5 separate regions of the Mus musculus genome follow, and regions 1, 2, 3 and 5 are each linked to region 4. A link is a contact called in public HiChIP or PLAC-seq, Micro-C and promoter capture Hi-C data. All regions are on one chromosome and are shown on one strand. The core of a region is the stretch at or near the end of the contact, and the rest is flanking DNA. Distances in the headings are between cores, read along the strand shown. Region 1 holds the start of Olfr225 (olfactory receptor 225). Region 2 holds the start of Mprip (myosin phosphatase Rho interacting protein). Region 3 overlaps Gm33998 (a long non-coding RNA gene). Region 4 holds the start of Flcn (folliculin). Region 5 holds the start of Med9 (mediator complex subunit 9).

Region 1 (4,368 bases), core at 401-2,900, 200 kb before region 4:
TCCCTTCTCCCGTATTTTGTGCAGCAGTGTGGAATGGGCCATAAAAATGTCCCCAGCTTTTCCTGAACACTTATGATTGTACACCTCTCAGCTTATAGTATATACTGCTACAAACATTATTAGAATATTTGGGTTTGCTACTGGCAATGAATTAAGCCCATTAGTTTGTTTATACTTCAAGCATTCCGAGAGTCTGTATCAGACAACTTGTGAATTGTTAGGAAGATCTGTTTTCAATGATTTTGCGGTTGGGATTTCACCAGATAACCATGAATCAAGGTATTTCTTTGGACAAGAAAATAACCTCTAGCCTTCAATTAAAGAATGTGGTCAAGGGAACTCACCCTTTGCCATTGTCTTTTTGTATCTTGGAGCATGTGATATTTATTTTCTACTTCTTCTATTTTTCATTCATTGTATTACTGGATTCCCTTTTTTAAACTGGAAGCAAAGCGTGGTTTAAAGTGTAGCCATGAGACAAGTAACAGGCTGTTGACTTGTGGCATGCGGGGTATGAGGGAGGACAGCTGCCAGCTTCTGTTGCCCAAGAACATGGCTGCGACTTTTCTTAAGAGAAAGGCCAAGCACAGAGAACCATGTGCGGGAAGATTTCAGCCTTTAGCAATCATTTTTCTTCTCTTGGGAAAAATGCCCTGACTCCCCTTTCATCTGAGGGCCTCACCTGGCTGCAACATCTCAATCCTGGACTCGGTCTCTTCATGCATCTCTCAGAGATGCAGGTCATTCTGAGGAGAGGTCTTTGCAGCAAACAGGGCTTGGGTATTCCTAAGCATCCTCCTGACAGGTGAATTCCTCCTTGCAGACCAGCATCTTAGAACGCTGGGGCTTCAGGAAGCTTGAAAATCAACATGTCTCATATTTGTGAGACATTTTGCTCTTTTTTTTTTTTCCTTCCTGTGTGCCATAATTTTCAGAAAAACTCCACACAATGAAAGCTACTTTGGGTCTCTTAGGCAATGTCACTTGAATCACTAGGTCACAAGGTGAGACCAAATCTTTAGCTTTTCAGAAGTCAGAACATTTAGGACCATGGGCTCTTAGTTTCCTGGAAGCATAGTTAGTCACTGTGAGTAACTTGAATGCCAACGTGTGCCTCATTCCCTTTCCACCTGTAACTCGTGGCACAAGATCATAAGAACAATAGCCTAGGTTTTTATGCAACTGATCTTTGATGACTGAAACATGGACATGGGGTGAGGAAATGGGAGATCCAAGCAAACTTCTTGAAACAATTTCACAAAAATGAAAAGGTGATTGTATCAAGTTTTTGAAAATCACTGCAATGTTAGAAGACTCTGGGAAAGTGACTTTTTAAAATGTTACTTTATTTCTAAAAATATCAATAGGTGCTCCATTTTTAAACTAAAAAAAAAAGATTTGAACATTTATCCGTTTACCTTAATTAAATGGATTAGAGTGCTCTTTGGGGGATAGTTTGAGCTTCCTTCCATGGTAGACAAATATCTTCTCCTGGTACCTCACCTGACAGGCAAGCATTAAACAAGTCGCTACAGTTAAAATATTGATGATGTGGTGAAATACGTCCCTGCTGGGGGACCGTTTGTGTCCAGATCATCTTGGCTTTTTCCTAATGCTTGTGTGTCATGCTTTCTGAACAGGTCACAGCTGATGGAGAAGAACAATGAGAGCTCTGGGGAGTTTATTCTCCTGGGCTTCTCTGACCAGCCCCGGCTGGAGATGGTCCTCTTTGTTGTCTGTACGGTCTTTTATTTTCTAGCTGTCACAGGCAACTCAGCCATCATCTTCCTCTCCCTCATGGACCTCCGGCTACACACACCCATGTACTTCTTCCTCAGCAACCTGTCCCTTCTTGACCTCTGTTACAGCACCAGTAGCATCCCCCAGTTCCAGATTAACCTCTGGGGCCCACGGAAGACCATCAGCTTCGTAGGATGTGCTGTTCAGCTCTTTGCCTTCCTGTCCGTGGGGGGCATCGAGTGCATTCTCCTGTCAGTTATGGCCTACGACCGCTTTGTAGCTGTCTGCAAGCCACTGCATTACCTGACCATCATGCACCCACAGCTGTGCCTGAAGCTGGCAGCCTTTGCCTGGCTCGGTGGCACAGCCAGCTCGACACTGATGTCCCCACTGACCATGTCTCTGGGGCGGTGTGGTCATCGCCGTATCAACCACTTTGTGTGCGAGATGCCGGCTATCATCCACATCTCCTGTGTGGACACAAGCTGGATAGAAGGCCTAATTTTCATCCTGGCCATCCCTATTGTTCTTGTGCCTCTCATTATGATCCTGGTCTCCTACGGCTACATTGCTGCCGCCGTCCTGAGGATCAAGTCTACAGCTAGTCGGCGCAAGGCCTTCAACACCTGCTCGTCACACATGGCGGTGGTGTCTCTTTTCTACAGTAGCATCATCTACATGTACATGCAGCCTGGCAATTTGGCAAGCCAGGACCAGGGCAAGTTTCTAACTCTGTTCTACTGCCTGGTGACCCCCACGCTAAACCCTTTCATCTACTCTCTGAGAAACAAAGACATGAAGGCGGCCATGTTGAAGGTTCTGGGAAAAGATAGAAACCTGCTCGACCCGCAGGGCACTGACAGGACCTGGAACTCACCTCACTTGTCCATGTGTTTCGGACCCATAGTGAATCATAGTGACAATAAGCCAAAGGTGGCAACGATGTGGTGTCTTGTATCCCATAGGTCCCAGATCAGTGATGTATATTACTGTCTGCAGGGAAGGGCCTCCATTTTATTCAAGGAGATAGGACTTCTTACAAAAAAAAACCCCAGCAAACTGACAGAAAAAGACCTGTGGCTTCCTTTTTTGCACAGAGTGGAGGAAATGATTTATTTACAGCTAACCTGTGATGCTGTTCAGACACAAGAGGAAGGAGGCACCGTCTGACAGAATGTGTGCGCATGTGCCTGTGTGTCAGAGAAGTAATGGGAACACTTGCTCTCTCCCATAGAAAGCTGTCTCAGTTTTCCAGCTCTATTGCTCCACCCTGTGGAGCAAACATTCCCATGTCCTCTGATGGTCACCAGCCAACCCTCCTCCCTGTCCCCGCACAAACGGACTTAACTGTTTAACTAAAAGCATTGCTTATTTTAAACTTCAGGTCATGGCCCATGTATAGGTCACAAAGTGAGTTTAGTGAATGTAGCAAGCATTTCAAAAGTAGCACAAAACAGAACAGATTGGTCTATGGAAACATGAGTCAGCTGTGTGTTTTGATTTGACAAATGTGTTTTGGTTTTTGGGTTTTTGTTTTTTTTTTCTCTTGTTCTTGAGGCACGATCTCTGTAGCCCAGCGCCCCTCCTTGTCTCCCAAGTGCTGGGATTGCAAATATTTGGATTACCATGTTCAGCTTCGTTTTTGTTGTTTTCTTTTCCTTCTCTCTTATTTCTTTTAGACTTTTGCGGGGCTGGCATGGAAGCCAGGGCCTTGCCTACCCCAGGCAAGCACTTGACCTCGGCACTCTCTACGTCTCAGTAATGAGTGGGTGACAAAGCTTGCCGCCAGTGCTCTAGAGTTCTCGTAGAACCAGCTCCCGATGGATCGCTCCCGATGGATCAATCAGGCCTTCTGCATCAGAGAAAGACTGGGCACCGAAACTTTAAGGATGGCAGGGAGTGTCTAGGGAGCAAGGCCATCACTGCTTATGGAGGAGGACTAGTGAGAATGAACCAAGATGAGGCTATCAATGGCAGTGATGATGGCGATGCTAACCATGAGGAAATAAAACATTCAACTCATCCTTCACCCTCTGACAGTTATGAAGTAGGACTGTCTTAACACTGAAAAACACGTCAGCTCGCTTCACATTTTCCCTTCTGATTTACAGGGAATACCAGAATGAGAATGTGAGTTTGTTGTAGATGCAAACAGAATGTCTTTTATTCTTTCCCTTTCAGCATTTTGTACAAATACGTGAGTTGCTCCCATTAGTGGGTGTCTTAGTCAGGGTCTCTATTCCTGCACAAACATCATGACCAAGAAACAAGTTGGGGAGGAAAGGGTTTATTCGGCTTACACTTCCATAATGCTGTTCATCACCAAAGGAAGTCAGGACTGGAACTCAAGCAGGTCAGGAAGCAGGAGCTGATGTAGAAGCCATGGAGGGATGTTCCTTACTGGCTTGCTTCCCTTGGCTTGCTCAGCCTGCTCTCTTATAGAACCAAGACTACCAGCCCAGAGATGGTCCCACCCACAAGGGGCCTTTCCCCCTTGATCACTAATTGAGAAAATGCCTTACAGTTGGATCTCATGGAGGCATTTCCTCAACTGAAGCTCATTTCTCTGTGATAACTCCAGCTGTGTCAAGTTGACACAAAACTAGCCAGTACAATTGACCCCTTGTC
Region 2 (4,895 bases), core at 1,813-4,312, 150 kb before region 4:
TGCTAGGCACTGAACTAGGTGGGGAAACGCAGTGGTAACCCTGCCCTAGCTCTGCCCTAGAGATGCTGAGGCGAGTGGAATTTTAAACCTCTTCAGTGTTGTCCAATTTCATTCCTTGCATCTCTGACTGACACTGCTCTAGTTCTGGCCACATCTGTATTCTTTGGTCTTTCGTAATCATTTCCTGATGGATGCCATTTCCAAACTTCTCTTGCCATTTATCTCCCAGACCAAAGGTCTCTATGCGAGTGCCTAGTCACAAGAATCCACGACTGCGCTGGGACCTGGTTCAGCGGGAGAACCCTCACGAAGCATGTTCAAGACCATGGGTACCACCCAAAGCTGCACACTGCCAGCCTGAATACTTCAATTCTCACATACAAAGTACTTAATTATCACCATAGGCAAGGTCTTATTGTGCCCTGAGCCCAATGAGCCTCTTCTTTCAAATAGTCACGAGATAATAGTACCCACCAGCAGCAGCATACCTGCCTCCTTAGGGAGGCTGCGCTTGTACCACTCACTCATCCTCCTAATGCCTCCTCCTTCAGGGCTGTTTGAATCTCCAGCAACACCTTAATGGCATCCAGGCTTCTGTTTGTTTACACAGACTGGTCTGGATGTCCTGAGCCAAGTGCCCTGCTGTGGTGATCTGGAACATCTCTCCTCCTCCTTCTCCAGGCAGAGTCTTCCTCAGTTTTGGACTGTCCAGGGTCCTGCCTTTTCCAGAAGCCCCCGCGCTCAGTCTACTATGGAGTCAGGGGTTTCCTAGGCAGGGCCCTGCGACTTTCCAGTGGAAGGTTTCTGTTTGCCTCTTGTTTTTATCAGTTTTCATTTGCTTGAGGTCGAGCTCTTGTCAGGCTACCAGCCTCAGGATCCCTGAATCACTCTTCCTCATACCCACAGCTGTGACACCAGTGGTATGTGGCTGGCCTGGACAACGTATGCTGGGCATTTTCTTAATAGGGTAGCCTTGATTGGCCCCAAGAAACGGGTAGAACTTTAAAATATATATTTTTTGAAAACTTGTAATTAGATTTTAAATGTATTTCGTGTGTGTGTGTGCGCGTGCGCGCGCGCACATACGCACACACTGTAGCACACACTGTACTACTCATCTGGAGGTCTGAGGACAACTTTCAGGAGTTTGTGCTGTCCTTCCACCATGTGGCTTCAGGGGACTCATCTCAACTCATCAGGTGTGGTACCAAAGGCCTTTACGCGCCTTGCAATCTTGCTGGCTCTAAGTCTTTCTTTTAAACAGCTTGTACATGCTCATAAAACAAAACCCGAAAGGAACAAAAAGGTTTTATATTGAAAATTTAAAAGTAGGTCACCTCCCAATAACCCAGTTCTTCTCCCCAGAGGCCACCACTGGTATCACTTTCCGAGTATTCGGTGCAGACAAGAACCGTCAGTCTCCCTTTACCCCTTCCCCGTCTTTATTCTGGAAAAAAATTTAAATCAACAAGGTCGCAAGGATAGTCCAGTAAACACCCTTTCCCAAAATTCACCAATTAACAATTGGCCACATTATGTGAAGTATTTTGCAAAGATGATTATCACCTAATGCTTGCAACACCTTACATTCATGTCAGTTTTGTCCATGTGGTCAGTGAGGTGCCAGTGAGGGCAAAAGACCTGCCCACAGCTGGATCAGAGCTGGGCTTTCCCCTCAGGCTGCAGGCACACTTTGATCTGGGCTCCTTCATTCCTGATTCCTTGTGCAGGAGAGCATTTCTTTCTCAAAATGGAAATGCACCTCCCCGGGGTAGTCACCAGATGACCAGTGGAAAAGTACGCAACTCTGAAGGCATTTCTCTCCTAAAGCCTCCTTGTGACCTGAGCGCAGCTGCTCTCAGTGCCACCACCTGCTCCAATATCACCTCCATTGTGAAGAATGAGTTAGTTCAGCCTGTTAAAAAACACAGGCTGACTTCTGGAACTGCCAGCCAGCTGAGCCTGGAATCTCAGGTCAAAGTGATTCCTCCTTTCTGTCTTGCCTCCCTCACTCTTTCCCTTTCCTCTCCTCCTTAGCCTCCTTATAAAGGTCTCATTACGGTCCAGACTGGCCTTAAACTCTCCACCCTCCTAGATCTACTTTCAGAGTTCTGGGACCACATACTCCTTTCTTGTTCCTCCTCCCCACACTTACACCTGCATACCTTGGGAACAGTTCTGCATGCTCTCTGCTTAGATCCATTTCACTGCTGCTGGGAACAATTTGCCTCCTAAGGAGCAGGGGTTGTCCCCCTCCATCCCCCTCCCCTCCGCCCATTCTGGACTCCTCTGTCGTTTCCTTTCCAAGTGGCCTTTTGCCTGGGAGTCTGGACAAGAGTGGCCTGTAGTATATAGTTCAGGCCCTTCTTGCAGAGTGACCTTGCACAAGCTATTCGCAGTGTCTGAGCTTTTGTCTCCTCAAGCACAAAACGGAGGTAAGAGTGCGTACGTAACTCTAGCAGAATTGGGCTCCCATAATAGAATTGACAACTCCTCACGGCTGCTGACATCTTCTAGTCACCTCGGAAACACTACGTCTTATTACTTAACTGCTCCGCGCGCCTCAGTTTCCTTACGTAAAACCGGAATGGTCACGGGAAGGTTATGGAACTTTAATGATCTAAAACACGGGAAGCACTTGAAACAATTTCTAGTCTTTATGGTGGCATCTGGGTCGACCACAGACCTAGCACACAGTAGGGGCGCAGGCTAGACGAGGCAGAAGGCCGCAGCGAAGAGACTACGAGAAAGACAGGGGCCCGCAGGGAGACCGCGGAGATCTCCGGCGTCCTTCCGGGAGCAGCCCAGCCCAACGCCGCAGCTGTCAGGCCGCGGGCGGCGGCGCCAGTCCACCAAACCTGAAAGTTCCATCCCAGCGCCTCCACCTTCCCAGCCTGGACAAGTTACCTTGCGCCCGCTGCTCCCGGTCCCGCCCCCGTCATCCATTGGTCGACGGGTTTCTTTGTTAGCAGGAGCGTGCGGGTGCCATTGGCTCGCGGGGCTGCCGGTTGCGGTGCCCCGCCCCACCCCGCCCCTCCCCGAGTGCGCGCGGCGCCCAGCTCGGTTCGTTCGCGGTGGCGGCGGGCGCCGGGTGAGCGCGACGGCTGGACTTGCCGGCCGGCGCCTTGGGGGCGGCCGCGGTGGAGCCAGCGGCCGGAGGCCGCGTCCGTCCATGGGCCCACAGCGGCCGGGCGGCGGGGCGGGGCGCGAGGCGGCGCGCGCGCTCTGAGGCCGCGGCGAGCAGGCGGGGCGCGGCGCGAGAGGGGAGGCCTTTCCGGGCCTGCGGCGGCCAGCGCAAAATGCGGCGGCGGCCGCGCTGAGTCCCCGACCCCCGGGAGAGCGCTGGGCCGTGGCGGCCCGCTCCGCGGCCGCCTAGCCGACATGTCGGCGGCCAAGGAAAACCCGTGCAGGAAATTTCAGGCCAACATCTTCAACAAGAGCAAGTGTCAGAACTGCTTCAAGCCCCGCGAGTCGCATCTGCTCAACGACGAGGACCTGACGCAGGTGAGCTGCCGCGGGTGCGGAGCTGAGAGTCCTGCCTGCGAGTCGTGCCGGGGAGCGCAGAGCCTGCGAAGGCCAAGAGAGAATAAAAATGGAGCAGGGAAAAAAAATGCGTGAGAGTTGGGGGATGGGGTTGGAATGGGGGCGGGAAGAGTATCGATAGAGCTGGGACAAAGGGAAAATCCTCAAGAATGCCGAAAAATAACATCCTTTCCCGTTCCCATAGCTCTGCCGTGTGATTCATGCTTGTTGGGTGACTCAAAAAAATGTCTGGTTTCCCTGGATAGGAACAAAGTGGGGCTTGCTTGCCACTTGTCAGTACTACCCCCCCCCTCGCCCCCCTCGCGACTTGTCTTGGGACTGGACGCAGACTTGGCCACCAAACTGTCCCAGGAATTGGCATGTTTGCGTGGGTCACCAGTTTCCATCTTGTGGAATAGAGCCTGCTCTCCTTCTAAGTCACTGTCACCGTCAGGGTCTGAAGAGAGATGAGGTGTTTCTCTTCAGATGGGTGGGTCTTGCTCTTGAACTGAAGGTAGGAATAGCTTTTGTCGAGGGGTAGGGGCTTCCCTTCTTGGTTTTGCTTTCTGGCCCAGGAGACCAAGAAGACCTGTACATTCTGGGGAAAGTTGGTTTCCCCCTCTGTCTGCCCTTAATTTGTTAGTCAGGATTTTGGACCAGGTTAGACGCTCTTCCTAACCCGTGTCAAAGTCACAGTCATGGAAAACAGAGTTCCAGACCTCCAAGTCACAGTCATGGAAAACATTGTCCTAGATTGCCAAAGACCTCCAACCCCGGAGCAGTGTAGGAGATTGGGAATTTGTGTTGGTACAAGGTCTCCAATTTGGGCAACTGGCCCTTGGGAACTGGTTGCTCTCCCGTTTCTGGTGTTGAGGATTCCTGGCCTTGTTTGCAGCACTTTGGGAAAGCACTATATATCCTGCTCCCCTTTCCCCTCGCCCACTTCCTTTGCCCCCTGCTTGCTGACTTCAGTGGAGTTCCCCACACGGTCCAGCCAGTGCCACCTAGTTGTAGCCACTCCTTTTGGAAAGAGCTGTTTAGACTGAAAACATTGCTTTGAAGTGCCCTGGTTTGGCTGTTTTTAAAGCCTTTATGGGCAAGCAGGCAGGCAAGCAAGGTTTGACTTGTTTTATGGGGCAAACTAGAGTGGAGTAGTAGGGCAGGGGTTATGGCCTCTTTCTCTGAGGTCAGATTTCCAATAGCCAGGAAGCAATCAGGAAGCTTAACCAGACTCTCCAAGTCTCAGTCATTGATTTGTGAGAATGCCAAGGGCCTTAGAGACCTGTCTATTTGGGAAGGGTAGGACTCTTGAAGAGAGAGAAATGTGATTTCCTCTTCTCATTTGGATCCTGTTCAGGGAAGCAGTATATGGG
Region 3 (4,760 bases), core at 788-3,287, 170 kb before region 4:
CTGTAAGTTTGAGCGTCTGCATAGGCCCTCCAACCAGTCCCCCAAACACTTAAGGACTGCAGTGTTTGGTCACTCCCTACCTCCAGGTCTCTCTGACTCCAGACATGAGCTGATGATGGTAAGACTTTGTAGCATTAAAGCGTGAGAGGCAGAACAAACGGGGCTGAGCTACGTCCACTGTCCATCTATCTCTGCGTGTACCCTGCTCCCAGGCTGTTTGGCATGACTTGGGGCGGACTCCTTGCTCTGATCTCAGCTCCTTCCTCCTGCTCCCCGGCTGGCTTGTTTAACCACTGTGGGTGTTCCTACACTGAAACTAGACAGTCCTTGGAGTTCTCACTAACAAGTCTGGGCAAGTGGAGGCCAAAGCCTGACCTCAACTGCTTACCCATGTTCTGTCACCTCCAGCCCGAGGCTGCACCACCACTAGATGAGGGGCTGTGGTTCCTAGGTTCAGATGTGGGCTGGCTGTACCCTTTTGTAGAGTCAGGCTGAGAGCCAGGGCCATAACGTAGTGATCCCCAGCCTGCATCTGGTCAGCACATGTGCTGAATCTGGCAGACAATTTCAATTTTTTTAAAAATTGAATTCATCGCCAACATTTGAATATCACTAGTTTCCTTGTAGAAATACATTTAAAAATTTTTTAAATTTATTGATTAATTGATTGAATCTTTGTAAAAACAGGTCTGCTTTCCAACAAGGTACCTTTGTCAGAAAGGGTTGAGGCTTGAAGGACACAGTCCTCTTACCAAGCCGCTCTATCTCTTGATGCTGTATACCCAGCTCTTAGGCGTCTGAGTAGTAATCTAGAACTTTCTTCTCATTGCATGACTCAGAAATGGTAAGAAGACTCTAAGTAAGTCTAACAAAACACTTAGGAACTGAACTGTATCCTGCCCCCACTACAGGTCTCAAATCTCTTCAGCAAGATGGATGAGAATTCCATACAGCTAGGACAGCTGGAATTTTGGGGAGGCAAAGATACATTCCCAGAATCCCCCAGAGTCCTGAGGACACCCACACCCTTTGTCCCAGCCACCGTAAGAAAGGCTACACTGATAAAGGCCCTGGGCAACCGGATGACAACATTCTTGGACTCAGATTGAGTGGGAAGGGCCACCTGCTCAGCACATAGCTCAGGGCTGCCAAGAGGGCAGTGGCTGTTGGGCTACTGGAAGCAGGGGTGCCAGCCCTGCTTGGCATTTCAACAATGCCACAAGTACCCAAGCCATAGTAGGGAAGCCACATAGACTCATTCTGCAAGGACTTAAGGGGAAAATGCCACTCTTGTAGGCGGGGATTCTGGGTCTGCCCACCCGCCCCGACTTAGCTCCTTCTGAACATTGTTATCGAGGAGGGAATACCTCCTCATAAACCCGAGGCACAGACAGGACTGGCTGACACGGTGCCAGGCAGGGCCTTTGGGAGCATGGTCAAGGGCTGGCATGACCCAGTTAGTAAATGATGTGAGCCAGCCGTTCTCCTCATCTGCAGCCCACAAAGGAGTCTGAAATGGCTTCTTCTCTAGGCCAACGTTGTATTATAGTTGCAGTGCTCCAAATGCTGTCAGCGTGGCATAACGAAGGCTTTGTCACAGGTAACAGCAGGGGAAAGTCCACAGGGGATAGGAGAAACAATAGGTCCCTTCCAGATAGCCTCACAGGTCAGGGAAATGTGGTGGCTCTGGGTCACAGAAAGCTTCACAGTCCAAGATTATTTTGTCAGGTTTACCAGGAGGGTGTAGCAGCAGTTGTAGAACATGTTCAAGTTCAGGTCTTGGGACCTTTGGTCAGTGTTTTGCGTCTCTGAGCTCCACCTTAGGTAGGTATGACTCTCAGTCCCCTTTTGAATCTGTTTGGAAGACTGAACAGAATACTGAATGTAAATCACTGGCCATCAGTGGCTAAACGGAGGTGACAAGCTAGCCCACACCATAGCTCCCAAACATGTTTAATCTCTGAGCTTTGGGGTATGCACCACGCTATCTATCTTTCAAGCAGGAAGTGACTCAGGCACCCATCCCAGTGGTTAGCATGGGAGGGAGGAAGTTCCTCTTTAGTGTTTGCGGCAGGTCATCTGTGGTTGGCTACAGTGGCTGGGGATACAGGTTAGGCTAAGTGGGGTGTGGCCAGACCCTTTTGCTCTCAGGAAACATCTCGTACTTTTGCTGAGCATTGGCCTTCTGGGAATATAGACAAGAAGGCATCACACAGAATGTAGCCTTGTAGACCAAGGCTTGGGAAATGTTTCTGTTTATATGGAACAGGAAGTTGGGAAAAAATACTATGGACTCTTTTTTTTTTTCTTTAATACTAGGGCCATCTCTCCCTTTTGTGGGACAGCAACTCATTATCTCCCTTTAATGTCTTGCTATGCACTGTCTCTTTCGATGTTTATTTCCACTTTTTATTAATTTTTATTTTTTTTTTTCAGACAAGATCTCATCTTCCTACCCAGGCTGATTTTACCCCGTGCATCTCTCCAACATCAGCATCCCGAGTGCTCAGTTACAGGGATAAGCCACATGCCTGGCTTCTTTCAACATGTATTTTAAAATGTATTTGCTAACATTAAAATATGAAATCTGGTCGGGTGGTGGTGGTGCATGCCTTTAATCCCAGCACTCAGGAGGAAACAGAGACAGGCAGATCTCTGAGTTGGAGGCCAGTCTGGTCCACATGATAAATTCCAAAGTAGCCAGAGCTACAGAGTAAAACCTTATCTTCTCAACAATGTGTATGTGTGTGTGTGTGTGTGTGTGTGTGTGTGTGTGTGTGAATGTGCGTGCTGTACCCATGTAACAGCCTATAAGTTGGCCACAGAAGAATGGTAAAATGGTATGTCCACAGGTACCAGGAGGGTGAGTCTTGAAACCACGAGGCTGGGTGAAGGCTGCAGACCACAGATCATATGCCATATGACTTTATGATGTGAAAATGTCCAAACAGGCAAGCCAAAGAGTCAGAGGCCAGATGAGCGTGGGGAGCAGAGAAAGGTCTGAGTGAATGTGTGTTGCTGAACACAGCCATGTCAAGGACCCCAGTGCCTCAGACCCATGGGAACTGGCAAAGCCTTCATCTGATCCGAGTGTGAATATAGACAGTGTATTCAGAAACGATCAACCAACTTCCTCCTCTGGGATGACTGCAGCCCAAGACTGATCCCCTACAAAGACTTCTCAGAAAGATTAACTAAACATGTCTCCTGTTTATGTGTATACTGTGAGCCTGCTTCCTTATCCAGCTGTATATGATAAACCCTCTACCTTGGCTCAGAGTATAAATAAAGGTGCTGGGATTCCCCACTGTTGGTGGCACCGCTGGTGCCCTCCACTAGGGTGAGCACAGCCCACCTGATCCCAGCTTTTCCGTGTGTATCCTTTCTTCATCCCTTCAACGCCCCACTTAGGTCAACCCTTACAGCTGTACAGAATGTGGCACATCAGCGGCTGGAGTTGCAGCCCAGTGGAGACATAGATGGCACTGGCGTGAAGAGAACATGTAGGAATGGGAGACGTGGCTCAGCAGTTAAGAGCACTTGCTGCTATTGCTGAGGACTCGAGCTCAATTCCCAGCACCTATGTCACATGGCTTCCAACAGCCTAGCTTCTGCCTTCAAGGGACCCGACACTGTCTTCTGGCCTCTACAGGCACTGCACTCATATGCACATCCCCACACATAGACACATAACTAAAAATAAATTAACAAAAAATATGTAAAATGAGGCTGTGGTGGCAGTTGCACGCCGAATGGGACAGAAAGCAGAAGAACAGATATCTAGGCATAAATAAGGTACATGAATGATACCTCCATGAAGATGTGGATTAGTCTGCCAAAGTGTGACCAAGTGTCACCGACTGGGCAGCATTTCACATGTGAAATCGCTCTCCCCATGCAGGCAGGCCCACCCAGAACCCTGTGGGAAGGCCTTCCTCCAGACATTGCCCTGGCAACAGCTGGTATCACCATGCAGGCCCCACCAGTGAGTGCATTTGTACCCTGTTTCATCTTGGTATGAAGACATGAATCTATTGTGTTGGAGCCTATCCTAGCTGCATAGAAGATGCAGTAATTGTTCACACAGCTGCAGGCAGTTTGTAGGGTTCATAGCCAGAAGCAGGGTCTTGAGAGGATCTTTGGCTGTTAAACCCAGGCCTGTGGTATCGCCCCTCCCTCTGACAAACCTCTGTCACCTGTTCCTCAGATGCCTGATTTGACCTAGCTCTGTGTCTTATAGTTCCCAGACCCATGGTTCATTAAAGCTTCTCTGGTCCACAGGCCTGGGAAAATGTCAGTAACTAGCTACACACAGCTTCCGGAAAGGCTACTCAGCCCAGAGCTTCAGTTTACTGTCTAAGGCAGTTAGCCTCTGTAGGGCTAGCAGTGAAAAAGCGCGGGGGGGGGGGTGTTTACTCGTGGCAGGCAGGAATAGCAACACCTGAGGCACAAGGAGTCCTAGGTGAATGGGTCTCCTCTCTCCAAGGTGACTGTCCACTCAGGACTGAGGGGGCAGCTAGGAGTGCCTTGGAGATTCAGGGCACAGTGAATTCCAAGGCATCCAGTGCTGCTACACACCTCCAAAGGATAGCAGGCTTCCCACCCCACACCAGCCTGTGCCCCTCAAGCTGCCCTACCCACTGCCTCTATGCCACACTTACCTAATTGACTGTCTCGGAAGAGGGCTCCTTGAAGCAGATGTTGAGACGAAGATGCTGGCACTGAGCCCCTCCTTTGAGTGACACGATCCTAGGAAGCAC
Region 4 (4,336 bases), core at 683-3,182:
TCCCAGCACTTGGGAGGCAGAAATAGGCAGATTTCTGAGTTCGAGGCCAGCCTCTTCAACAAAGTGAGTTCTAGGACAGCCAGAGCTACAGAGAAACCCTGTCTCAAAAAACCAAAAAAACAAACAAACAAACAAAAAACAAAAATTGTGGGCTTGAGAAATGGCTCAGTGGTTAGGAGCACTGACTGCTTTTCCAGAAGTCCTGAGTTCACCTCCCAGCAACCACATGGTGGCTCACAACCATCTGTAACGGGATCCGATGCCCTCTTCTGGTGCTGACTGAAGACAGCTACAGTGTATAAATAAATAAATAAATCTTTAAAAAAGAAAAAAAGGGGGTTTGTCCAACAAGAGTTTCGAATCTTCTGGTTACTCATTCCTCAGCCCAGGCAGCCCCTGGAAGACTGTAATGGAACCTACATGACACTCCATTCTGCAGCCACCGAGAAACCTACTACCTGAGTTTCTAATCCTTCCCAGCCCGTAACACCAACTGTCACTTATCCTCTGGAAATCCTCCTGGGCACTGGGCAACAGGCTTCTCTGACGGGATTGCATATGGCGTCTGAATTCCGGTGAGGAAGGAGCCTAGGTCTTCTGTTACTCTCCCAATCCCAATGTCTACCACATTCTTCTACCACAGGAGCCGGCTTCTGGGAGTGTGCCTAACCACCCTTTCCTAGTAACCTTTCGAGCTGAAGACAGTCTCCTCAGCGTCATACTTTGAGAGGCAGGCTGTGCATGTACGAGATTTGCTCCCGCTGTCTGAACCACAAGCCTGGCAAACGAGACCCACACCATCCTTCCCTGGTGTGCCCTAGTTTTTCCTCATCTCTATTTCTTGTCTTCTCACAGCACCAGGCCACTAAGAGTGCCTTGTAGGCAAACAAGGGGTTACAAGGATCTCCACGGAAGTCAGCAGGAGCTGTAACTGTCTCCCACAGGAAACTCACTGATCCCCCTACTACACTAGCTAGTATAGAGTGGGTAAGAAACTCAGCAGGGAACTTTATCTCCAACTTAGAACCACTCCCCTCTCTACTACTGCCAACTTCAGCAGGACTTCCTTTAAAGAGCACCCAGTCACTTGACACTAGCAGAGCAAACACTGTCACGTGCCATGTCCTCTCTACTGTTTAATGACAACTATGATAGCTCGGCACTGCCAGCAATACACTAGCTGTAGTCTTTCTCTCTGCCGGACACCATGGGTGGTACCAGGCTTCCCCACCCCCACCCCCGAGAAATGGAAATTCACCCTATACTTGCAGTAGGTCCTCCTGGCCCCCTACTGTTATGGGCCACTTGTGACCTCAACGGCGATCCACTGGCTAATCCCAGGGCTAACCATTTCTTCCAACGCATGAGGACGAGTTACCCTGTTAAGAGTGGAGAGAAATGAGGTGTCTTGCCTGCCCTGTCCTCAGACGGCCATCCTGCTAGAAAACGGAGGTTGACTGGCAGGGCGACGTCCCCAACAGTATTCAGTCAAACTAAAGCAATTACCCCAAACGGGGGGTGGAACCTGCCACCTCCCTCTCCCAGGTGTTTACCATCCGCGCTTTCCATTCAGCCCTATGGCCCAACACCAACCCAGCTGGGGCGCTTGCCGCCGTCTCCCGGATGCTGGGCCGGAACCCGCTCGCAACTGTCCTGGGGCTGTCGCCACTGTTCTGCCCCTCGGCAAGTGCTAGCCCGTTCCGCAGGCCCTTGCACTGAGCCTTAGCGCGTGACCCAGCCGGACCGAACCATCCGCAGGCCGGCAGAGGGCAGGCAACGCCAGTGACTAGCCGGAGCGAGCAGCGTTGCGTCCCCCGCAGGCGACTAGGATGTGCGGAGCCTTGCTGTGTCACGTAATGCTCCTCCAGGCAAGGAATCCAAGCCCCTCGGCCACGCGCGCCCCTCGGCGCGGCAAGTCGCCCCGCGGAAAAGCGTAGATGGTTCCGGCCGCCGAGAGAAGCCATTCTGCAGGGGTGACGTCAAAACTGACATTTCAAAAAAGTCAGAGAGAATTAGTCAGTCCATGCCCTGTCCCTACCGAAGAGGAAAGATTTGCGGAAAATTTCCTCTGGATTCTGGGAGTTCTTGGGACTCCACTCCCTGCCTGTAAAGTTGCAGATCAGAGAAACCGTCTCCCCTTCGAGAGAAGTGGAAGGTACGGACAGGTCCTGGGAGGGAGGAGGGTACAGAGCGAAGCAGGACCACGCATGTGCACGGCTCAGTCTTGCCCTGAGCCGGCCCTATCTTTGCAAACTAGCTTTCAAAACAGTTCGTGGATTGTGGGGTTGTTTTCTCTAAGCCCTGGGTTTGATTTCCCGTTTGGGGATGAGGGATGGAATATTATTTAGCTACTTAAAAATTAATTTTAAGCCGGTCAGTGGTGGCGCACGCCTTTAATCCCAGCACTTGGGAGGCAGAGGCAGGCGGATGGATTTCTGAATTCCAGGCCAGCCTGGTCTAAAGAATGAGTTCCAGGACAGCCAGGGCTACACAGAGAAACCCTGTAAAACCAAAAAGAAAGAAAGAAAAGAAAAAAAAAGGATTTTAAGGGCTGGAGAGATGGTTCAGCGGTTAAGAGCATTAACTGCTCTTCCAGAGGTCCTGAGTTCAATTCCAAACAACCACATGGTGGCTCACAACCATCTATAATGGGATCCAATGCTCTCTTCTGGTGTGCATGAAGAGAGTGACAGTGTACTCACATTTTAAAAATAATAAAAAAAAATACATCTTTTTTTAAATGAATTTTAAAGCTATTAGTGCATACCATGGGCCCTTGAAGACAGATGAGAACAGAGCTCTGGGCTTGAGCCTGTAACTAACGCTGCCAGCTGTACACAGCGGCCAGCGCTGCCAGCCTCCGCTGTGTACACGAGGACGCCCAGAATGTGGTTATCCGGAAGTGGGAAGCTTCAGATGAGTAGAAGTTGATGAGTTGGTATCTGTTTGTTTTTCAAATCACGGGGATCGGATTCCTTTCTCTCTATTTCAGCTTTCGTGTTTTGTTGGAAGAGGGAGCAGGAGGAAAAAAAATATGCAAACTTGTGTTCTATAACTTTGTTTACTGCCTGGTAAAGATTAAGGAGTGCAGGGTGGAGTTATGGTGTTAGGTATTGTCTTGTGTGTGTTTATTTTTACCAATCCGATTATTCCTGATACTGTGAGTCATCTCCTGTCCTCCACGAGGCTCTTCCCTACCCTTCTCCAAGACTAGAGCAAGCAGACAGCAGAAGAAGAAAGCAGATACCTGACAACTAGGGGTTAACAAACTTAAGCAGGATAAAACAGCTTTAAGCAGACTGCCACTCAGGATATAAGTGAAACCAGTTGCAACTCCCCACAGCGATGTTAGGAAGAACCAGGTCAGCTCTGACTATGGCTCTGAGAACCAGGATCCTGTATTGCGACCAGAGGATTTGGGCAGCCAACCAAAAGCAGTCACTACAGAGAGAGTCTGGAGGTCAGTGAGGGGACAGCAGGAGTGTGCAGCTCCCCACTGGCTCCCCCAGGTCTCTAAGGCTGAGGCAGGCTACCAGGATTCCTTTCTGCAGTCATTGAGAAGCCTCGCAGGCTGAGGGGGTAATGAGTCCCTTTGCCTGCTCCTACCGATCCAGTCCCAGAGGCTCGCTGAAGCAAGCTCCCCACAGGAGCCTCAGCCATAGGACAGACACTTCCCGACTCAAAAGGAGCCTGTCTTCGGAGATGGCTGGCTGATTAGAATGTCAGTACCAGTGGACGGACTGGGATGTTGCAGACCCAAAAGCTAGTTGCCTTACCTTGAGCTAGTTCTAGCTAGCCCTCTGCAACAGCCATTCCTTGCCTACCTCCATGTCAGAACAAGTAGATAAAAACCTTGTGCAGTGTATTAACTTGCCAATTCAAAAGGTCAACTAGCACTTGGGAGGCAGAGGCAGGCAGATTTCTGAGTTCAAGGCCAGCCTGGTCTACAGAGTGAGTTCCAGGACAGCCTGGACAATACAGAGAAACCCCATCTTGAAAAACCAAACAAGTTCACCCACCATCTTGGGCCTACAGGATAGCTCACCTATCTAGCTGTACCGGCCTGAGGTACCTGCCAATGTATTTTAAACTTGCTGTGTCTTATGACTTTCTTTCTTCTATAAAACTAAAATTTGAGCTAGGCAGGAGTGGTACATGCCTTTACCATTCCTTGGGAGGCAGATCTCTGAGTTCAAGGCCAGCCTGGTCTACAGAGCAAGTTGCAGGACAGCCAGGGCTACACAGAGAAACCCTGTCTCAACAAACAGAAATATAAAACAAAAACCATAAAAATGCCTACACATTGGAACATTTCATTTGGGGTAATCTAAATCTG
Region 5 (4,803 bases), core at 56-2,555, 140 kb after region 4:
GGGTTTTAATGGTTTCTCGTCACTTTCATTCCACAGTAGTAGTGATAGCTACTGTTTGCTAACACTGCCGTTTTACCATGCATTCTCCCAGATGTCTCCAGAGGTGTCTTCAAGTCTTTTCTGGCACACCTGGTTCCATCTTAGACCATTCTCTTCTCCCTTCTTCCTCAGGAATCATGGCCCTTCCCCTAAGGTGGAGAGGTCCTGGGTTAGAAGGAAATCCTACAGTTTCCTGCAGTGAGAAATGTTCTTCTAATCAGACACTTAGTTCCACAGGGGCCTGTATTCCCTAACTCCACTCCCCCCACCCACCTTTCCCTTTGGGTGATTAGCCCATTGAGTCATATTGAGAAGTTGTGTTCCCACTAATGGGATGAAATGCACCTAAGCCTGAGATGGAAGAAAGTGGCCATTTTGTTGAGTGTTTCTGCTATCTTATCTTGAGTTCTGGTGCACTCATTTTCAAGAAATAAATAAATCACCTTGTTTCACTTTGTTTCTGTCTTCTTTTGAGCAACACTGAGATTATTCTTTTCCTGACAGTGCCTCTGTTTAGAGAACTATCTGCAGCTCTGAAGAAAACAATTCTGAGACCTGTAGCTAAAAAACCTGAAAACACCATTGTGAAGTTCCACGTTCCTGCTTCTTTTTGTTTCTGAGATGTGGGCTCCTGGCCTCTCTTTACTGACATGGTTCCTGTCATCAAAGACAGATGTCCTCTCCCAGTTGACAGCTTCCCTAATCCCTGATTTTTGTTAGTCAGAATCAGAATTACTGCTACCCTTGTCCAGAAAATTTTTAATGGAGCCCATTTGCTTGAAATGAATAAATACAAGCCTATCGTAAAGTTCTCCTATTTGGTCCAAGATCTTAGTCTTATATACGTATGTAGTCTGGCACCTGCTAGATGCATACCAAATGCTTGAAGAACGATTAGTTTTCCCCTTGGCAGCCGTGTGGAACTAGTTTGTATGGCCTGTTTTGCTGTCGCCAGTCTGGGGCCCTCCTGGAGGCTAGCATGACACAAAGACGTGTAAGTCCTTGTCATCTGGATGCTCGCTGCCGCAGAGCCTCAGTTTCACACGGTGCTCACCAGCGTCATCCGTTCTTCCTGCCAGTCCCGGGGGTCCTCGTTGGTGTTTTGACCTCTCTCTGTCATGTGAACTAGAAAGATGACTGGAGTAGATTCCCTAATCCTGACTACTCAATTTAGCTTTCCCGACACCCGTCGCCTAGCAACGCCCGCCCGCCTACGCCCAGGGCGCAGACTCAGAGTTTTTTCCCGCCCGGCCTCCCCGGGCGCGCAGTTGTGACGCAAGCACCCAGCGCCCCTCGGCAGCTGCTGGACTCCTGGTGCTATGGCTTCCTCTGGGGTGGCGGGTGGGAGACAGGCCGAAGATACGCTACAGCCACCGCCCGAGCTGCTGCCGGAGTCCAAGCCGCCACCACCGCCTCAGCCTCTGCCGGTCGCTGCGCTCCCGCCGCCGGCGGCTCCGCGGCCTCAGTCCCCCGCTGGCGCGAAGGAGGAGAATTACTCCTTTTTGCCGTTGGTTCACAATGTCATCAAATGGTAAGGGTCTAGGAAAGGTTAAGACACCACTTTTTGCGACTCTAGTGTCCCTGGTTCCGAGCTGCCAAAGCCCGTGGGCTCTGGACCACGCCCCATTTTCCCAGAGGGCCCACGTTGTCAGGCGCCTTAAGAGTTACACTTTACTCCCGGGTGAAGCCCACGTACTGATCAAATGCATAGATAGGTTCTGCAGTGTCCCATCCCAGATCCTGCAGTGACTTGGGGATGGGTCTTAAGTCCTTACACATAGCCCGAAGGCAATTTTATACAGTTGTTTTAATTCGCCTGCGTTTTGACTGTTCGCATGAAGCCCAGAGCGGAATTTCTCACTTGTGGCATTATATGAGCCCCGAAAAGTGTTCGAATTTTGGTGGACCTCAGACGTTCAGACTCGAGATTCTCACCGTGTACACAGTTTAGTACCCATTTCAATGCGAGGCATCTTACCTGTGTGGGCTCTGTTAGGTACTAGGGTTGTACACCGTAAAGAAAGGAGCAGCCATTTACCCTTACAGGGCTTAACGGTTACAAGCAAAGAAAAACAAACAAACATTCTTAAAAGTGGAGAGATGGCGCACACCTTTAATCCCAGCACTTGGGAGGCAGAGGCAGGCGGATTTCTGAGTTCGAGGCCAGCCTGGTTTACAGAGTGAGTTCCAGGACAGCCAGGGCTATCCAGAGAAACCCTGTCTCCAAACAAACAAGTGGAGAGGGGAGAAGTGATGCTAGGAAACATTTGAAACGAAGACACAGAAGTTGCTCTGAATGATTGTGTCCCACTATTAACTTTATTCTAATAATTCTAATAGAATATACAAGGATGTATGGTCTTTTAGGCCCAAAGTCTCCAGTCTCCATGATGGCCTATGTTTTTGCTCACTCCATATACGCTTGGGTCATTTCCAAGAGGTACACTTTTTGGTGCAAGCATTCTCAAGTGTGCTTTGATAAACTTAGGTGACGCGGAACAGTTACTGCCTGGTGCCTCTTTGTGCAGTCAGGATTCTTAGCAACACTGGGAGTTGGACAGGTTGGTGGGTAAGAGCACTCGCGGTACAAACGGCACAAGGATCTGAGTTCCAATCCTCAGCGTCCACATAAAAAGCCAGTCATGGCTGCTCGTGCCTGGAGCCCCAGCGTCCCAGCGCTACAGACAGATCTCAAGAGCTCTGGCCAGGCTGCCTGGCTGACACTGTTAACTTCCTATTTAATATGAGACCCTGTCTCTAGGCAACAAGGCGAAGCGCTACAGTATAATACATCCATAAACTAGTGACATCATTATTTATTATCATTATCAAGCATTAAGAACTACCTGTAATTGTATAGGTAATACTTTTTATCCATCAGGCAGTATACTTTTTTTTTTTTCACACTCTTGTGAGTGGCGCATTCTGCTGCAACATTACCACAACTACTTTGTCATTAGGCAAAGGAAGGTTTTGGTTACATTATAAGCATTAGACAGTTACTGAATATATGATCTGGCATTAATCAGGTTATTTAGCACATACCTGTATAGCCACAGGACACTAGGTGCAAACCTCTGAATTTCTTCTAAACCATTAGATACTAAAAGTAAATTAAGACAAGATTACAGTTCCGGTCACATTTAGGAACATTGGCAAGCCCTCTTGCTGGAGCTGAGGCAGTCTGGGTTTCTTGCTCTGGTGGTTTGGTGTTTGTCTTAGGACTGCTACTGCTGTGCTGAAACACTGACCAAAAGCAAACTGTGGAGGAAAGGGTTTATCTGACTTACACTTCTGTATCACTTTTCCTCACTGGAGGAAGTCGGCAGCAACCTGCAGGCAGAGGCTGATGTAGAGGCCATGGAGGAGTGCTTTCTTGCTCAGTGCGCTCTCTCTTCCTTTTTTATTGTGTTTGTTTCTCCTTGTATTCCTGGCTGTTCTGGAACTATTTTTAAGCCAGGTTGGCCTCAAATTCAGAAATCTGCTTGCGTCTACACCCCTACGTACTGGGATTAATGTCATGAGCCACCACTGCCCAACTTCAGCGTGCTTTCTTACTCTAGTAAGACCACCAGCCCAGGGTGACTCCCCACAGTGGGTGGGGCCTCCTCACTGTAATCACTAGTTAGGATGCTCTTCAGGCTCGCCTACAGCATGCTTCTGTGGGAGCATTTTTCCAACTGAGTTTCCTTCCTCTCTGCTGACTCTGTGTTAAGTTGACATAAAAGTGGGATAGCACAGCGCTCATCTGCCGCTTTTCAAATGACTGCAAAACCTTGGTTCTCACGTTCACTCCTCTCTTGGCTTCAGACAACGTGAACCTCCCGTATGCAGGGTAAGGCAGACTGTCCCCTCTGTGTTAGCTGTTGGCAAATACATTATGAGATGGAAGTGAGGAAAATAAAAACCATCTCAGGGCAGTGCTGGAGTACTGGTTTATTCAGAGTAACTTGCAAACATTAAAAACATGGGAAATCAGAACACAGATGTATACACATTCACCTATACCTCAGGAAGGATCCTCCTGACCCGGAAGAGCAGTTGGGTTGGGCCAGCCTCAGTGACAGGAACACGATGTGAAGTCAGAGGGTCTGAGGTCAACTCTCTGCTGAAGCTTGCTTTATCATCTTTGTAAATAGTTTTCCCAGGTGGTAATTTTCTGTCTCGATACATCAGTAGTAGTTTGATCTCAGTGGTGGTGCACACCTTTAGGCCCCAACACTCAGGCCACTGAGGCAAATCTCTTGAGTTTAAGGCTAACCTGGTCTACATATCTACTTCCAGCCAGCTAGGAACATTAGGTTCAAACCTCAGCTCTGTGACTTATGACTAGGTAGGCTTGGGCCGGTAGCTCACTTCTCATAGAACTGGGAGATACTCTAAAGTGCAGACCTGTGAAAGATGGCAGGGTGATCACATGGGCTTGTCTAAAGGACCCACAAGGAATTTTTTTATTTAGCATGTAAGAACTGGAAGGACGAGCAATGATTGCCAGAAAATAGCTGGCCAGAGCTACCTTACCTACTGACCCTGAAGCATCAGCCTTGGCCCTGGTCTTCACACCCCAGAGCCTTATAGAAACCTCTGCAAGCAATATGAAAGAAGGTGGGCTAAGATCAGGGAAAAGTCAAAGGACATGCCCACCCTCTTCCACCTCGGCAAACAGTGAAATATTGCTCTGCCCAGAATTGATCCTTTAGAGCCGTGGTTCTCACCCTTCCTTTTTTATTTTTTATTTTTGGTTTTTCAAGACAGGGTTTCTCT

What was found. Promoter capture Hi-C pulls out the DNA fragments that hold promoters and counts their contacts. Hi-C and Micro-C count contacts between places; a contact is called where the count stands out from the background. HiChIP or PLAC-seq counts read pairs in DNA pulled down with a chosen protein or histone mark.
Region 1: a contact with region 4 is called in a promoter capture Hi-C map of macrophages, with 6 read pairs. The contact joins the promoter of Olfr225 here to the promoter of Flcn in region 4. A contact is called at or near these places in 16 of 39 promoter capture datasets (the 3T3-L1 cell line, 3T3-L1-derived adipocytes, the C10 cell line and 11 more), 1 of 15 datasets of contacts at CTCF or cohesin (stem cell-derived epiblast-like cells), 4 of 484 Hi-C or Micro-C datasets (the HPC-7 cell line, bone marrow-derived macrophages and cerebral cortex), 18 of 115 datasets of contacts at active chromatin or transcription factors (the 230-238 cell line, the HPC-7 cell line, the NIH/3T3 cell line and 12 more) and 3 of 9 other capture datasets (adipose tissue, liver and pancreatic islet).
Region 2: a contact with region 4 is called in a Micro-C map of embryonic stem cells, with 4 times the contacts expected there. The contact joins the promoter of Mprip here to the promoter of Flcn in region 4. A contact is called at or near these places in 9 of 39 promoter capture datasets (the 3T3-L1 cell line, 3T3-L1-derived adipocytes, cranial neural crest and 5 more), 5 of 484 Hi-C or Micro-C datasets (cerebellar granule neurons, embryonic stem cells, muscle stem cells and 2 more), 9 of 115 datasets of contacts at active chromatin or transcription factors (bone marrow-derived macrophages, double positive thymocytes, effector CD8 T cells and 6 more) and 3 of 9 other capture datasets (adipose tissue, embryonic stem cells and liver).
Region 3: an H3K27ac HiChIP or PLAC-seq map of extraembryonic endoderm stem cells shows a contact between it and region 4. The contact joins the enhancer-like site here to the promoter of Flcn in region 4. A contact is called at or near these places in 4 of 39 promoter capture datasets (the C10 cell line, the SN4741 cell line, cranial neural crest and 1 more), 1 of 15 datasets of contacts at CTCF or cohesin (stem cell-derived epiblast-like cells), 5 of 484 Hi-C or Micro-C datasets (the HL-1 cell line, the HPC-7 cell line, bone marrow-derived macrophages and 1 more), 20 of 115 datasets of contacts at active chromatin or transcription factors (the 230-238 cell line, the HPC-7 cell line, the NIH/3T3 cell line and 13 more) and 3 of 9 other capture datasets (adipose tissue, liver and pancreatic islet).
Region 5: an H3K27ac HiChIP or PLAC-seq map of embryonic stem cells shows a contact between it and region 4, with 18 read pairs. The contact joins the promoter of Med9 here to the promoter of Flcn in region 4. A contact is called at or near these places in 1 of 39 promoter capture datasets (erythroid cells), 2 of 484 Hi-C or Micro-C datasets (embryonic stem cells and nephron progenitors), 3 of 115 datasets of contacts at active chromatin or transcription factors (embryonic stem cells and memory CD8 T cells) and 2 of 9 other capture datasets (liver and pancreatic islet).

Annotation. Positions count from the first base shown.
Region 1 is chr11:59,611,316-59,615,683 of GRCm38.p6, forward strand. Olfr225 (olfactory receptor 225) reads left to right here and starts at 1,651. Exons shown (of 1, transcript NM_001011740.2): 1 at 1,651-2,910. The coding sequence starts at 1,651. The coding sequence ends at 2,910.
Region 2 is chr11:59,659,445-59,664,339 of GRCm38.p6, forward strand. Mprip (myosin phosphatase Rho interacting protein) reads left to right here and starts at 3,063. Exons shown (of 24, transcript NM_001368931.1): 1 at 3,063-3,504. The coding sequence starts at 3,382.
Region 3 is chr11:59,635,149-59,639,908 of GRCm38.p6, forward strand. Gm33998 (a long non-coding RNA gene) reads right to left here. Exons shown (of 3, transcript XR_388694.3): 2 at 4,662-4,749; 3 at 1-1,866. Among named protein-coding and RNA genes, the nearest start is that of Gm33998, 5.8 kb to the right of the region's middle. Within about 2 kb of position 2,038, at least 115 of the 459 cell types and tissues checked have an H3K27ac peak or open chromatin away from gene starts, as enhancers often do. A contact at or near this core is called in the 230-238 cell line, the HL-1 cell line, the HPC-7 cell line and 5 more, where this site is marked.
Region 4 is chr11:59,808,107-59,812,442 of GRCm38.p6, forward strand. Flcn (folliculin) reads right to left here and starts at 1,933. Exons shown (of 13, transcript NM_146018.2): 1 at 1,554-1,933. Gm16062 (predicted gene 16062) reads left to right here and starts at 1,974. Exons shown (of 2, transcript NR_045686.1): 1 at 1,974-2,155.
Region 5 is chr11:59,946,909-59,951,711 of GRCm38.p6, forward strand. It overlaps Med9 (mediator complex subunit 9), which reads left to right and starts at 1,306. Exons shown (of 2, transcript NM_138675.3): 1 at 1,306-1,570. The coding sequence starts at 1,359. Med9os (mediator complex subunit 9, opposite strand) reads right to left here and starts at 1,239. Exons shown (of 2, transcript NR_045273.1): 1 at 916-1,239; 2 at 1-188.